2 separate regions of the Mus musculus genome follow, and region 1 is linked to region 2. Evidence: chromatin contacts called from public Hi-C data. All regions are on one chromosome and are shown on one strand. The core of a region is the stretch at or near the end of the contact, and the rest is flanking DNA. Distances in the headings are between cores, read along the strand shown. Region 1 has its middle 52 kb from the start of Sult2a6. Region 2 holds the start of Sult2a3 (sulfotransferase family 2A, dehydroepiandrosterone (DHEA)-preferring, member 3).

Region 1 (4,606 bases), core at 1,012-3,511, 80 kb before region 2:
TTCATTGAATTCTATAAAGTATTTAATTTCTTCCTTTATTTTTTTCCTTCACAAAGATATCATTGAGTAGGGAATTTTTCAGCTTGCATGTGTATGTGGGCTTGCTGTTGTTTTATATTATTGAAGACCAGACCATGGTGATCTGATAGGATTCATGGGATTATTTCAATCTTCTTGTATCTGTTGAGGCCTCTTTTGTGACCAATTATATGTTTGATTTTTGAGAAGGTATACTGAGGTGCTCAGAAGAAGTTATATTCTTTTATTTTAGGATGAAACATTCTATGGAAATAAGTTAAATACATTTGGTCCATAACTTCTGTTAGTTTTAATGTGTCTCTGCTCAATTTCTGTTTCCATGATGTATCCATTGGTGAGAGTTGGGTGTTGAAGGCTCCAAGTATTATTGTGTAAGGTGCAATATGTGATTTGAGCTTTAGTAAAATTTCTTTTATAAATGTGGATACCATTTCACATAGAGCATAGATGTTCAGAATTGAGAGTTTTTCTTGGTAGATATTTCCTTTGATGAATATGAAGAGTTCTTCCTTATGTTTTTTGATAACTTTTGGTTGAAAGTTGAGTTTCTTTGATATTAGAAAGGCTACTCCAACTTGTTTCTTGGGACCATTTGCTGCGAAAATTGTTTTTCCAGCCTTTTACTGTGAGGTAGTGACTGTCTTTGTCACTGAGTTTCATTTCCTGTATGCAACAAAATGCTGGGTCCTGTTTATGTATCCAGTCTGTAATCCTATGTAATTTTATTTGAAAATTGAGTCTATTGAGGTATTTTATTTAGGCATTTGTAAACAGACTTATTTCTCTGATTTTTTTTTTTTTTGTCAACTTGTCATTGGTAGATAGGAAAGCTATTACCTTTTTTTATGTTAATTTTTATGTTAATTTTATGTTAATTTTGTATCTTTTTATTTTGGTAAAAGTCATTACCATATCCCAGTGTTTTCTGGTAAACTTTTTCAGAACACTTATTGATATAATTATATCAGCTATATACATATATATATATATATATTCTTCCATATCTTTTAGGTTTTCAAGTTTAGAGGTATATGATTTTTAATGTAAACTCTAAAAATTGCCTGAATTTGATTTGTGTTGTCATAATGACTCCCCTTTTGTGTTTTACTGTATTACATTTGGTATTTGCTATTTCTTTTGGTGAGTTTAGATAAGATTTGATCAATATTCATTATATTTTGAAGAAAATAACTTTCATCAACTCTCTATATTGTTTTTCTTGTTGCTGCTCTTTCCTTCTTTAATTTCGACACTGAGGTCACTGATATCTTTCTAGCTGCTAAGTTTGGTGTTTGCTTTGTTCTTTTTCCAAATTCCCATGGTGAACATTAACTACTGCATTAGAAATCTCTTTGATGTCTTAACGGAGGAACTTTGAGCTTTAAATATCCCTCTTAGGGCTGTTTTCATTTTATTCCACAGGTTAAATATTGTTTTGTTTTCATCTTCATTTGATTGTGGAAACTTTTTGTTCTTAACTAATTCTTCATTCAGCTGTGAGTTGTTAAATCTTCATGAGTTAGTTTGCATTCTGGAGATTCTCTTTTCATTTACTTGTTACTATTTCATTTTTGCTAAGTAGCATATAAGAAATTATTTTAATTTATATTGGTTAAAACATTATATATATATATATGCATATATATGCATATATATATACTCATATATATACTCATATTACTCATATATATATATATATATGAGTAATAGCTCCATAGGCAACTTAGAACAATGTGTATTCTGCATTGTTTAGATTTAGTGTTATGTAAATATTGGTTAAGCCTGTTTTATCTGAGACACCATTTAATGTTGTTTATTTTTTTTAATGAGATGAGGTGTTAACCACTCAGAGTGGGACTACCCTTTGTTTCTTTATATCTAGTAGTATTTTCTTTATGAAACTGAGTAGACCTGTGGTTAGAATTGTACTGTCTTCCCCATTCATTATTCCTTTAGTTGGTACAAAGTAATGTTTATTTTTTTTCTCACCAAAGTTTGATTCAAGTGCATTTTGTAACATTAAATCAGCAATATTTTCTTGCTTTCTAGTTCTATTTGCTTGGAACACTTTGTTTATTCATTTATGATAACATACAGCAAATATATACTTCTTAATTTTTGAAGCAATTAGACCTTGGATGCAAACTCCACAGCCAGCCCCACAATACCCAGATGCATCTCCAACCTCAGGTGCTCTAACACACCCAGGATCAAAGGATCAGAGGTGAGGAGGACACAGAATCTGTCCCAACACTGGGAGTAACTGGGAACAGTGGGACACAGGCATGTAGGAACTTTGCCAGACCATTGGCAAGTGTTCCTTCTGGTCTGTCTGGACTGGTGCCCTGAGCAGACCTTGGGCACAAACTCTGCAGCCCACAAAATAGAGAGGCAGCTCCACTCTTATGGAATCTAACACACCCAAGGTCACAGGATCTCAGGAACATGGTCAGACCAGTATCTTAGGGTCTCAGAGACAGCTTGACTTACAGGTGTTCAAACATACCCAGGGTCTCAGGAACAAATGATTCCACAATCACAGGATCACAGAGACAGCTAGACTCTGAGGACTTCTGACACAACCAGAATCACAGGAAGGACAGGCTCCAGTTAGACATAGCCAGGGCAGGTAGCACTAGAGATAACCAGATGACTGGAGGCAAGCATAAGGACACAAGCAACAGAAACCCCAATGTTACTTGGCATTATCAAAACCCAATTCTCCTACCATAGCAAATCCTGGATACCACAACTCACCAGAAAAGCAAGATTCAGAAATAAAATCACTTATCATGATGATGGTAGAGGACTTAACGAAGGGCATAAATAACTCCCTTAAAGAAATACAGGAGAACACAGGTAAACAGGTAGAAGCCCTTAAATAGACACAAAAATCACTTAAAAATTACAGGAAGACATAATCAAACAGGGAAAGAAAAGGAACAACGCCATCCAGGATCTAAAAATGGAAATAGAAACAATAAGTAAATCACAAAGGGAGACAACCCTAGAGTTAGAAAACCTAGGAAACAGCTCAAGAGTCATAGATGCAAGCATCACCAACAGAATAAAAGAGACAGAAAAGAGAATCTCAGGTGCAAAGATACCACAAAAAAATATTGACACAACAGTTAAAGGAAACACAAAAATCTAAAAGCTCCTAATCAAAAACATCCAGAAAATCCAAAGCACAACAAGAAGGCCAAACTTAAGGTTAATAGGTATAAAAGAGAGTGAAGATTCCCAACTTAAAGGTCCAGTAAATATCTTCAAAAAAAACTATAGAAAAAAACTTCACCAACCTAAAGAAAGAGATGCCCATGAACATACAAGAAGCCTACGGAACTCAAAATAGACTGGAGCAGAAACGAAATTCATCCCTCTCTTCCCATAATAATCAGAACACCAAATGCACTAAACAAAGAAAGAATTTTAAAAGCAGTAATAGAAAGAGATCAAGTAACATATAAAAGCAGATCTATCAGAATTATGCCAGACATCTTACCAGAGACTATGATTTTCAGCCTTCTTGCCTTTTAAAAGTTGTTAATGAATCTGTTATTCTGAGATGCTTTCCTTTATAATTGGCTTTGCAATTCTCTCTTACTGATTTCAATGACTTTCCTTGCTTACACAGTCATGAGTAGGGAGAGAATAAATATGTAGGCCATTGCTTTTGGCCTTCTCCTGGATATTTCCTCCATTATACTTCTCAGGATCCCACTGCATAAGGAATGGTGCTGCCCACAATATACATTATCCTTCTATAACATTAATTAACATCAGGACAATGTTTTAATAACATACACACAGGCCCATATTATCTACATGATTGCTCATAAAGACTGCCTTCCAGAGTATTTATAGATTGTGTCCAGTTTCTTATTTCTTTTTTCCTTTAAAAATATTTTCTTTATTATTATCAGGGGTTTATATGTGCATAATATCTATGTGGATACACACATGTCACAGAACATATGTAAGAATCTGAGGGCAACTTTGTGGAGTCAATCATTTTCTTCTAATTTATGCAGGTTACAGAGACTATCTGATCATGAGGCTTATATGACAAGCACTTTTATACATTGAGCCATAAATACTCAAACCATTCCCTTTTGTAAATCTACTTATTTCATTTACAATTTTGAATTTTTGCTAATTTCTACTTTTCATTATTCAATAAAGTTGCTCTTATACCTTTCTTTTGAAAATGATAACATTAAAGGCTGGAGAGATGGGTCTGTGATCAAGAGCACTTGCTGCTTTTTTAGAGGAGTAGAGTCTGTTTCCCAGAACTCACACCCTAAGTGGGTCATGATTTCTATAACTCCAGATTCAGAGTAACTGACATCCTCCTCTCTCCTTTGCAAGTATATTCACACACACACATGCAATCTCACATAGCATCATATAGGCAAGCATTTTGAGAACTAGCCAGCGGCTCACATGAACTGGGTTTCATCTGGGAGGCAAACTGGGGCAAACTTTCTCTCTTTCAGAAGGAAAGACAGTGGACGAGAGAGAGAAATGGAGTCAAGACAGTGTTCTGATCAAGGCTCAAATGTTT
Region 2 (4,545 bases), core at 1,804-4,303:
CAACATGTGAATACATCATTCCTCCTTAGAATAGGGAACAAAATACCCATGCAAGGAGTTACAGAGAAAAGTTCAGAGCTGAGACCAAAGGATGGACCATCCAGAGACTGACCCAACTGGGGATCCATCCCATAATCATCCACCAAACGCAGACACTATTGCAGATGCCAGCACAATTTTGCTGAAAGGACCCTGATATAGGTGTCTCTTGTGAGGCTATGCCAGTGCCTGACAAATACAGAAGTGGATTTGCACAGTCATTTATTGGATGGAACACAGGGCTCCCAATGTAGGAGCTAGTGATAGTACTCAAGAAGCTGAGGGTGTCTGCAACCCTATAGTTGAAACAACAATATGAACTAACCAGTACACCCAGAGCTCATGTCTCTAGCTGCATATGGAAGAGAAGATGACCTAGTTGGCCATCATTGTAAAGAGGGACCCCTTGGTCTTGCAAACTTTATACGCCCTTGTACAGGGTAATGCCAGGGCCAAGAAGTGGGAGTGGGTGGGTAGGGGAGCAGGGCCGAGGTAGGATATAGGGGACTTTTAGGATAGCATTTGAAATGTAAGTGAAGAAAATATCGAATAAAAAATTATAAAAAGTACTGGCCTTTACCTCTGGCCAGTTTTATTTCTTCAGAAGAGAAGAAATAAAAATAAAAATAAGATATACCTTCTTAATTGGTCAAAAGCTTTAGCAATTAAGGAAATAAAAATTTAACAACTTTGAGATTTAATCTACTCTAGTCAGAAATAATATGAACAAACAAAAATCTTACAACAAATGCGGTTGAGAAACATGATTGTAATAATTTGGGAAATTGGGGACCCTCCTGCACTTAACTGCATTTCAATCTGATGACATCTCTCTGAAAATCAGTGTGAAAAATGTATCATATGGCACGGATACAATATTCCTTGACATATGAGAAAGAACTTGATATATTACTCTACAAATAGTTTCTCAGCCATGTTTATTACTGTTCTAGTCATAATTACTAGAAAACGATAACAACTTAAATGCCCTTCAACTAATAAATGACTAATTAAAGTGTGGTTCATATGTACAATGAAATTCTACTTAGCTGTAGAGATAAATGAAATGATGAAACTTTTAGGCAAACAGGTGGATCTAGAAGAGATTTGTGCTTTCTGGCTTTGAATCTGTAACTATATGGTTATAACTTGGAGTAACCACAGTAACCAGGAAAGTTGAAAGGTATCATTTGAGGGAGAAATTTTAGACACTGGAATAGCACACAGGTGTTACAAAGGGAGAAATGGGGAAAATGGGACGGAGTATATTTTGGACAGACACAGTCTAATGCACAGTGACAAAAGAGACAAAAGGATAAATAATACCAAGGATGTTTAAAAAAACATAGGAAATCATGGTATCCAGTATTTATCTAAAATCGCATATAGTATATATATATGTGTGTGTGAAACATTAATATGTATTTTAAAGTTATTGTGCCATTTGGAATGATATTGTTCTCCACAAGAACTATGGACTATATAACAAAACCCCAATATCATTCATGAAGAATATTCTCTAAAGTAGTTAGTCAGGAGAATCTGAGAACCCCCCCCCCCAAAAAAAATCAGTTATTGATGCTCTTGGTTGCCTCACAGTACTTGGAGATAAGATTATGTTACTGAAGACATGATGCACTTCAGACACACAATTTGGAGGAATTGAGTTAAAATAGCCTGGAAATCTCTTGCAAGTGAAGTGGTTTTCATAACGTAAGACATTGCTTATTCTGCCAGTGAGAGGCACCATCACTCAAACTACGCAGATATGAAGCCTGTGAGCCAGAAGAATGACTTGACTGGCAAAACATCCAAAGGAACAAAACGGTGGCAGTTTTATCTTGGGGTAATCAAAGGCTATATATTTGGACCTTAAGCCTATTAAAAAATAGGGAAGCCATGTCTGGTACTAAAAACATAAACAACCTCATGGACTGGAAAAAGCAAAACCCCATGAGTCTCATTACCAACAGTTCCCTAAAACAGTGTAATTTCCAGCTGATTTCTAAGTACTTGTCTCATACCCACAGGTAAATACAGTTCTTACTGCTTGTCAAAGATACTTCCTTTTGTAACATATGGTGACTCTGGCAAAGATCCACAATGGGTCAAAATATAGATAATAATAGAAAGGTGCCCAAAACAAACTGATATATCTGAAATAAATCCTTACAACATCAGAGACTCAGAGAAAAAGTCACAGAAGAGGGCTTTTTTGTTCCCCCAAAAGCCCAAGGTTCCTGTTAATAGATTATGTCTTTTTTAGATACAACAGGAAAATAGACATATTAACTTTTAACAGTGTAGTTATCCAAACAAACCAGCATAATGGCACTAGTAGGTATACTAAAGAGGCCAGGAAAAATTCTATATGATTTTACCCTATAAGAAGAAATACTTCATATCAGTTGTTGTTAAGATATGGAGAATAGGCTGTGTTTGGAGATGAAATCCCACATTGATTTTTCTAACCTCAACTGCATGCCTCAGGATACATCGCATACAAGTTCAAATGCATGGACTAAGTAGGTTGACTTTACATGTGTGCATATATAAATAGCATCAAATATTAAAGTAAAGACCAAAAATATGGGAAAAGGAGGGAAGGCTTTGAGTGGAAGAAGAAGGGTAGTTAATGTACTATGAGTTTCTCAAAAGTAATCACTATTTTAAAACAAAGAAATTCCATTGGAATGGTTCTGTATGATCTCTGTCATTTTTCTGCATATTCAAAATCATTCTGAAAGCTAAATTGTATTACTCGACATTTTAAATTAACTTGCATTTCTATGTCCTATTACATCTTACTGAGTTTCCAGTTTGGGGTAATGAACTTGGTCTCACAATTTTTGCAGAATGTTATTTGTACAACTTTAAAATTGCTCAATATAGTAACCTTTGACTGTAGGTTACAATACTTCTTTCTTCCTATCAGTAAATATTTCACAACAAGCAAGATAATGTTAATGATTTTTTACTTGCACTTTAAATCTTACTTCTCAGCATTAGCTATAAGCTGAATAGGTGTCTTCGGCTGGAATTCTAACAGCACCTACAAGGAGATATTCATGATGTCAGACTATTATTGGTTTGAAGGTATACCTTTTCCTGCCATAGCATATCAAAAAGAAATTTTGGAAGATATTCGTAATAAGTTTGTGGTGAAAGAAGAAGACTTGTTGATATTGACTTACCCCAAGTCAGGTAAGAATCGTCAGTAAGACTAATTCTGAAATGTATACGGGAGGTTAGTACTTTAATCCTAATTCATTTTGGGTGATAAGTAGAGTGTTCTATATATTAATGTGTAAAATGACTTGTGGGCATGGAGATTTGTGTGTGCGCTCCACTCAGTCTGACCTAAGTGGGCAGAGGAGACAAGCTATGGCACCAGAACAATGATAGTGCTCCCTGAGACAGAATATGCCATTGGTCCCTCTCTCTGGGGAAGAGATAGAAGAGTGAGAGTGATAAGAATGAATACAAGAAATAACATTAAGAGATAAAGGCATGTATGTGAGGATATGTGGAGGAGAGGACAGTTTGAGGTAGAATTACTATGGAACTTGTCCAGGACGTAGAAAGAGTCTGAAAACTCAAGAAAGTAATAAGTGACATCATGGTAGTTTGGGGTGTGGATGTTTGCTGTGTGGAAGACACACTGAACATTGAGTAAGTACTAGGCTGCTGGCATTGAAAGGAAAATAACACAGAAACTACAAAGGCAATGGGAATATAGGAAAAAAGTACCAGACAAAAACTCAGAGAACAAATCTAGAGAAACATATACTGACAAATGAACACATGAACACAAATGCAAGGGTGTGTGATAAATATGCACAAGGGAATTGATTCACTTTAAAAAGAAGAACTCAGTCATACACTACAGCATGGGTCCATCCCAGTAACAATGAATTAAATTAAAGGAGGTAGTCTCAGAGGGCAGGTACTTTGATTACAACATTCTGAAATATCTGGGATTGTCAAATTCATTCCACCAGAATGTAGAATGATGTTGGCCCAGGGCTGGAGAAGATATTCCATTGCCAAGTTGCTGTTTACTGAGTATATGGTCCCTGTTTTGCAAAATGAAGTCTAGAATATAATGAGTGAATATACTTTGCACTTATGTCACATGGATATTGTGAACACAATTCTATGTGCTTGAAAATGGCCAGCACTGTAAATTGTATGGGCATATATTGTACTTGAGGCTTTTTCATAATTAATGTTGAAGTGAGTGACAGTCACTTTTCCTTTTCATTCAGGAACACACTGGCTGATTGAGATTGTCTGCTTGATTCAGACCAGGGGAGATCCAAAGTGGATTCAAACTGTGCCCATTTGGGACCGCTCACCCTGGCTAGAGACTGATATAGGATATCTTGCATTAATTAATAAGGAAGGACCACGACTCATTTCCTCTCATCTTCCTGTCCATCTCTTCTTCAAGTCTTTTTTCAGTTCCAAGGCCAAGGTCAGTGCCCAGTGGTTGAGATTTTCTTT

Evidence for each region. Hi-C and Micro-C count contacts between places; a contact is called where the count stands out from the background.
Region 1: a Hi-C map of liver shows a contact between it and region 2, with 6 times the contacts expected there. The contact joins the enhancer-like site here to the promoter of Sult2a3 in region 2. A contact is called at or near these places in 1 of 39 promoter capture datasets (liver), 2 of 484 Hi-C or Micro-C datasets (both in liver) and 4 of 9 other capture datasets (adipose tissue, liver, macrophages and 1 more).

What each region holds. Positions count from the first base shown.
Region 1 is chr7:14,200,381-14,204,986 of GRCm38.p6, reverse strand. No RefSeq gene overlaps it. Among named protein-coding and RNA genes, the nearest start is that of Sult2a6, 52 kb to the left of the region's middle. Within about 2 kb of position 2,261, at least 1 of the 459 cell types and tissues checked has an H3K27ac peak or open chromatin away from gene starts, as enhancers often do. A contact at or near this core is called in liver, where this site is marked.
Region 2 is chr7:14,121,556-14,126,100 of GRCm38.p6, reverse strand. Sult2a3 (sulfotransferase family 2A, dehydroepiandrosterone (DHEA)-preferring, member 3) reads left to right here and starts at 3,053. Exons shown (of 6, transcript NM_001101586.3): 1 at 3,053-3,243; 2 at 4,308-4,516. The coding sequence starts at 3,108.